2 separate regions of the Sus scrofa genome follow, and region 2 is linked to region 1. A link is a contact called in public Hi-C data. All regions are on one chromosome and are shown on one strand. Each heading gives the region's core, a stretch centred on a gene start, on an enhancer-like site or on the middle of the called end of the contact. The rest is flanking DNA. Distances are from core to core; before and after follow the strand shown. Region 1 has its middle 9.6 kb from the start of RFPL4B. Region 2 has its middle 150 kb from the start of RFPL4B.

Region 1 (2,959 bases), core at 300-2,799:
AAAATAATTCCAATTATCCATGACTGTTCACAGGAAGTGTCCAACAAGTATTAAGAATTGATAGCTTGTAATGAATTTCTTTCTTTCTTTAGCTTTTTAGGGCCACACCTGCAGCATATGAAAGCTCCCAAGCTACGGGTCAAATTGAAGCTGTAGTTGCCAGCCTATACCACAGCCACAGCAACACCAAATCTAAGCCTCATCTGCAATCTACACCACAGCTCACAGCAATGCTGGATCTTTAACCCACTAAGCAAGGCCAGGGATCGAACCCTCATCCTCATGGATTCTAGTGATCCTAGTCGGATTCATTACCACTGAGCCACTACGGGAACTCCTATAATGAATTTCTTTACTGATTCATGTTCTCCTACCACAAACAATGTATTAATATGCCCCTGTATCCCATGCCTCTGCTATAGATGCCAATTAGGCATCTGAGCATCTCTACAGATGTGAGGTAGCTTCAGTTCTGATTCTCAAGGTCTGGGCTGCAAATTTGGACATGGAAGGGGTTAACCTGCACATGTAAATGGTAACTGGAAGATAGGGAAGTGATTGGGATTGCCCATGAAAGGTGTGCAAAATAAAAAGGAAGGCCTAGGACAGAACCCTGAAAAGCAACAGCATTTAAGGAAAAAGGAAAAGCAACCCGCAAAAGAGACTATGCTAAAGACTCTGAGGAAAGAGATCCCTGCAATCAACAACACAATTCTGGAATCCAATGGCTTCCAGTCCAACAGAAGCAACTCTAAGAATGCCTTGCAGTTCAGCCGAACTTGGGCTAGAAGAAAAGAGTCAGGTCAGGAAGAGCCAAAGCAGGAGTTCCAGGGGACCGTGTAATTGGATACAGGTCTAAACTCTAAATGGACAAAGAGGTCTGCAAAAGTAAATATGAGGTAGCGTATTAGTCCGAGTGAGAAAGGCCAGGCAGGCCACACACGCTGCAAAATGGAGGTCAGAGCAAAGCTTCCAATTCAAGGGCAAAAACCCAGACAGGAGGGCAGTTTGAGAGTGCAAGCGTGCATATGTGTCTACTTAAATTATTAAGTCTCGGTGTAATTGTTATACACAGTGTATGCATAACATCTCTCCTTTCCTTTAAGAGTGTCTATTCTAGGGAAATTCTCTTTTTTAAAAATATCTGTTACTTGTTTTGGCCAAGATCTCCTTTGCTAGCATTTAAGAATAAGCAGCAAATTAGAAATGATTTCTTTGCTTATTAATGAAGTAGTCACAGTTTTAAAATCTTCAATAAAACTTTTCCAGATGCCTATCTCTTCTGTAATAAAAATTTTAACATATCTTACATAATTTTTAGGGCTATTGGAAAATAATTAGCAAGTTTTAGGGGAGATACTACGCAAAAACATTAAAATGCTTTAAAATAACCCAAGAACAGTCGCCTGATTAACATGGCCTTGAGATGAACAAATTAGTCCACCCATGTTGTTGAAAAGTCAAATCACTAAAGTATATCCAGCTGGCGCTAATGAAATGTCCAGAGGACTTAACTGTAGTTTCCCAGAGTGATCTTGGGTTAGGGATTAATAAAAAATGAAGTGCAGGGAGGTCAGCACATCATATAACCAAAAGATTATTCCATGCATTGAAGAGTTTTCAAGTACAGATTTTTTTTTTTTTCAGGCTTAAAGACACTTAAGATTCTTTTGGTGTCAAAACAGTTCAAATCACTGATTTGGCAAAACTAAGTTTATGTAGAGAAATCATTTCCTAGGAGGATAACCTCTTCCTCTGGGCTGGAAAAAAACAACACTCCTGTCCAGAGATTACATTATCTCCCAGTCCGTTGCCCCTGCAAGGCTGAGGCAGAATCTGTGTAGCACAGCGCCATCTACCGCGTCTCTGAGGGAACTGGAGCCCCAGCCCGCAATATTTTTCATTCTAACCTTGATGGCAATCAGGAAACCAATCAATGAGTGTCACTTCCCTTCCACTTGTGGGAGGTTTTATGAATATTACAAAAAGATATAAATGAGAGATGTGAACTTATGCAGTTAGAGCCATCGAGATCAATAGGATGATTCTTTTAGGAACGGTGCAGTAAAATTAGACAAGAAATTGTCTCACTGAGGGAAATCAGTGAATAAAATTCGTGATCCCTTTTCTTGATAGAGAACAGGCAAAAAGCCAATCCGTTTTGGATTTTTAAAAAAATCCAGTCCCAAATACTATAAAATTGGGTTGCAATGATCATTGTATAGCTATACATGTAATAAAATTCATTGAGTAATAAAAAAAAAAATCCAAACCCAAAGCTCACAACTCTAAAATGACTGAATTAGGTATATGTAGAGGAAAGGAAAATTTTCATGTAGATCTGTTTTATTTGCCTTCTAGGATTATCAGTTCAAAGGTCAGCAGTTTCTATTTGATCCATCCTCTTCCATTTTTTCATCTTGGTACCTAACTTCAGGTCCTTTCTCTGCAAGAATGAGGCCAAAGGAAAGGAGACAATGCATACCACAGAAATGTCACATATGGGTTTAGTTAACTGAGATTGTTAGCATTCTGATAGGTGAGTGGGGAAAGAGATTTTGAAATCCAAATAGAATTTCATTATGGATTTAATTACCAAATCACCAATACTATAATAACTGAATACTGGGTGAATATCAATTTAATAGTTAATTAGACTCTGTGCCTAGTACATGGTTGGCACACACTTGTTCCTAGTACTAGTGACCCCTAGTAAGATCAGCTTTGCTAGGAGTCTGCCGACTGCTGAGAAACTCTGCGCATTAGCAGAGAGCTTGAAATGCCACGATGCCAAATACCCTTTCTCCTAACATGATAGGCACGGTCCATAAAGATTCCTCCAGGGAGAATAACAGTATAAGATGACTCCTTGTGTAGGTGAGTAAGAATTCAGTCTCTGAGAAACAAGTGTCTGAAAAGAAATAGGAATCACAGCAGCACAGTGTGGAAACAAGCCAGG
Region 2 (2,959 bases), core at 217-2,716, 160 kb before region 1:
AGCCCTATTGATGGCATTACATGGCAAGATGAGCTTGGGAAAGAAAATAACCAAAGCGTGTGGGGTTTCAGGAGTAAATATGGAGCTCTCTGCCTTTGATCCAGAAAGTCCTGTTTCTCCTACAAAGCTTCCTCTATGCATCTTGGAAAACTCTAGATGCTAAAGACTTGGGAAGAGAAAAGGAGAAAGAACAGATAATAAAAATCCTGGAATTAAAAACAAGGACTCTTTACACAGCTCTTCAATATTAATCTAAAAATTAAAGAAAAAAGTTCAAGCGAATTTGTGAAAATAGCGTAATAAAATACATTCATAAAAGAAATTGACATACGTAACTTAAGACACAAAATTACTGCTCAGATTATTGTCTGATAGGAAAAAGAAGAATTCTATCAACACGAGCATATTAATGTTTCTATAAAATTTGAAATTTCCTGAAATTCTCTACTAGTATTGCAATATCAGAACTTGAAGAATTTAATTTTCTATGATGGTTCATCTCCACTGACTTAGTTATTGACTAAAGAAAGAAATCATTGGTAGCAATGTGGACCTGGTTCATTGTCTGGCTGATTCATAGCTCTTGACTGGCTTAACCATAACAACTTAAAATCTAACCGATATGTTTTCCTAGAAGAGCTAATGAAAATTCTCTGGGCATTGAAATCTATCCCTAAATGTGACTTTAATTTTGCCTCACTATTATTTAATCCCTGCTTTTCTCCAGGTAAAAAAACCATCAAATTGTATGTCAGGTTTTCCCCACTTATTTGGGTCCCCAAGAAATTATAGTGAATTATTTAAACATTTTAATTACATTCTTGTTAGGCAGGAGGAGTACCATTCCCTCTCTACAGCTCCTCTCAAAAAAATCCGTAAGTGGATTTATGGGTGTGAATGGGGAAGAAGTTGTGCATAGTGTTTAGAAATGTTAAATCTGAGCTAAGAGAAAATGAGTCCTTCTGCCAGCAGTGAAAAACCAGGGAATCCTTTCATTGTCACGAGCCAGTAGCCACCAGATGCTTAGAATTCCATGTATTTTAAGGACAAACCATTCAGTGACTCCTTTGACACTCCAAGTATGCCAATAATTCAATGTATTAGTCGGATGCAAATTTTATACAATAAGGTATGGAAAGCAAACTGTAATTGGGGGTGCCTGAGTGAATGGAGCTCTATCCTTTGACAGGGCCCATTGTTGAACTCCAGCCTAGACCTCCGACCCGTTACTTTGCAAGGATACAATAGCCTTTGATATGAGATGGTGGGAAACGGACTTAGAGACTCATTTCACATTCACTTGCAATTCATCAGTTTGGCGAGGACTTTTAGCAGCTTTAATGACCACAGCAATTGATGGTTAAATCAATTTGTGCCGGTGACAGCATGGCGGGCCTGTAGACTGTAACAATCCAGGATTGCACCAGGCAGAAAAGACTCTGTTATTCAGATGTGCATGGCTCCTGCTCAGTTCACAGGGAGAACAACAGGGAGACAGTCTGTCACCGGGCAGGTCCCCCAAGAATACACACATTCACTCCAGTTGACCACACAATGCCTAGGCTTCTTTGTAAAGTGGTGCCATAGATTTTTTTTTTTTTTTAAGTATTGTTGCAAGTAAAAATATACAGTAGAAGAAAACGATTTCTAATATTTAACTCTATCCTAAGAGAAAGTAGGAAACCAGAAAGAATTTAACCTTTGTTCCCTTGATCAAAATGGGTGGTCCTACCCCCTGTAACCAGGAGACACACTTCCCCCCCCAAAAAAAATATAGAAAGAGAGGAATAGAAAATCAACAGCAGAGATTAGGACAGAGGAGGTTTATGTTTAGAGGGAAAAAGGTGAAAGGAATTTTAAAAAACAACATTGCATTGTGTCATAAAGAAGGAAATACTGCTCCCTCTTCTGTTTATAAGAGGGATTTTTTTCCAAATCCTTAGATCCATCTTTTTAAATTTTTAAATGTAAATGTTTATAATGAAAAAAATGACAGTGTCAGCATGGTGGGACAGCTTATGTGATTTATTTATAGTAAAAAATGTTAAATAAATAAATACTTTGCTGAGCCTATGTTTTAATGTTTGAAAACTGTATAACCAAAATTGACATTTTAAAGGTGGAGGAAGGGACAAAAAGTCATTTCACATCAACAAAACTTTTTGTGTCAGCATAAATGAATGTTAGAATGACTAATAAAATTATACACAATCCAAGTCTGCATAAAATGTACTAAGTAATGCATCTAACTCTAAGTTCAAATAAGGGGGAAAGCCAATATATTATTTAAATGTCTGAATTATAATGGATGAAATAACCTAAGGTCCACAGACGTACCTTAAGGGACCTCTAAGATAAGAGAGATAATTTAAATTACTGATTAGGATTTTTTGAAAAAGGCATTAATGCTACAATTTTCACAGAACAGAAATGATCTCCCAAAGTATGGAAACAATATACTTGTAGCATTAAATTCAGGATTTAATTAAACCAACTATAAAGATGGAATGTCTATATCCTGAGTTAGCTTTTATGCCTTATTAAAAATCCGACCAAATGATACAATTATTTTAAACTATGGTGGAAAAGGGGGAAAATAATCTTTTGCGGGACACCAGTAGATCGATGAGAAATGTAGTGCACAAACACGCAGCTATAGTACTGCAGAAAAAAAATGTAAACAACATTTTCCACCAGATTTGTCTAAACATTGAAAGAATATTGAGGTTGTGCAGAGGAGGTCTTGGCACTGAGTCCAGAAGCTGTACTTGGTAACTGGGGAGAGGGAAGAGGAGGTGAGTTTCCATGGCAACACGGGTGCCCAAAGCAAATGGAACTAGCGAGCATCTTCCCAAGGGAGGCAGGGAGCATGGAAAGTGGAAACAGAGGGGGAAGGGCAGTGGCAGCTTCTGAAAAGCTGGTTTATGCTGAATAAGTGTTTTGTGCAAAGCTGTGACGT

The links. Hi-C and Micro-C count contacts between places; a contact is called where the count stands out from the background.
Region 2: a Hi-C map of fetal skeletal muscle shows a contact between it and region 1, with 2.5 times the contacts expected there. The contact joins two enhancer-like sites. A contact is called at or near these places in 5 of 47 Hi-C or Micro-C datasets (brain, embryonic fibroblasts, fetal heart ventricle and 2 more).

What each region holds. Positions count from the first base shown.
Region 1 is chr1:78,301,146-78,304,104 of Sscrofa11.1, reverse strand. No RefSeq gene overlaps it. Among named protein-coding and RNA genes, the nearest start is that of RFPL4B, 9.6 kb to the left of the region's middle. Within about 2 kb of position 1,549, at least 2 of the 83 cell types and tissues checked have an H3K27ac peak or open chromatin away from gene starts, as enhancers often do. A contact at or near this core is called in fetal skeletal muscle, where this site is marked.
Region 2 is chr1:78,458,463-78,461,421 of Sscrofa11.1, reverse strand. No RefSeq gene overlaps it. Among named protein-coding and RNA genes, the nearest start is that of RFPL4B, 150 kb to the right of the region's middle. Within about 2 kb of position 1,466, at least 11 of the 83 cell types and tissues checked have an H3K27ac peak or open chromatin away from gene starts, as enhancers often do. A contact at or near this core is called in fetal skeletal muscle, where this site is marked.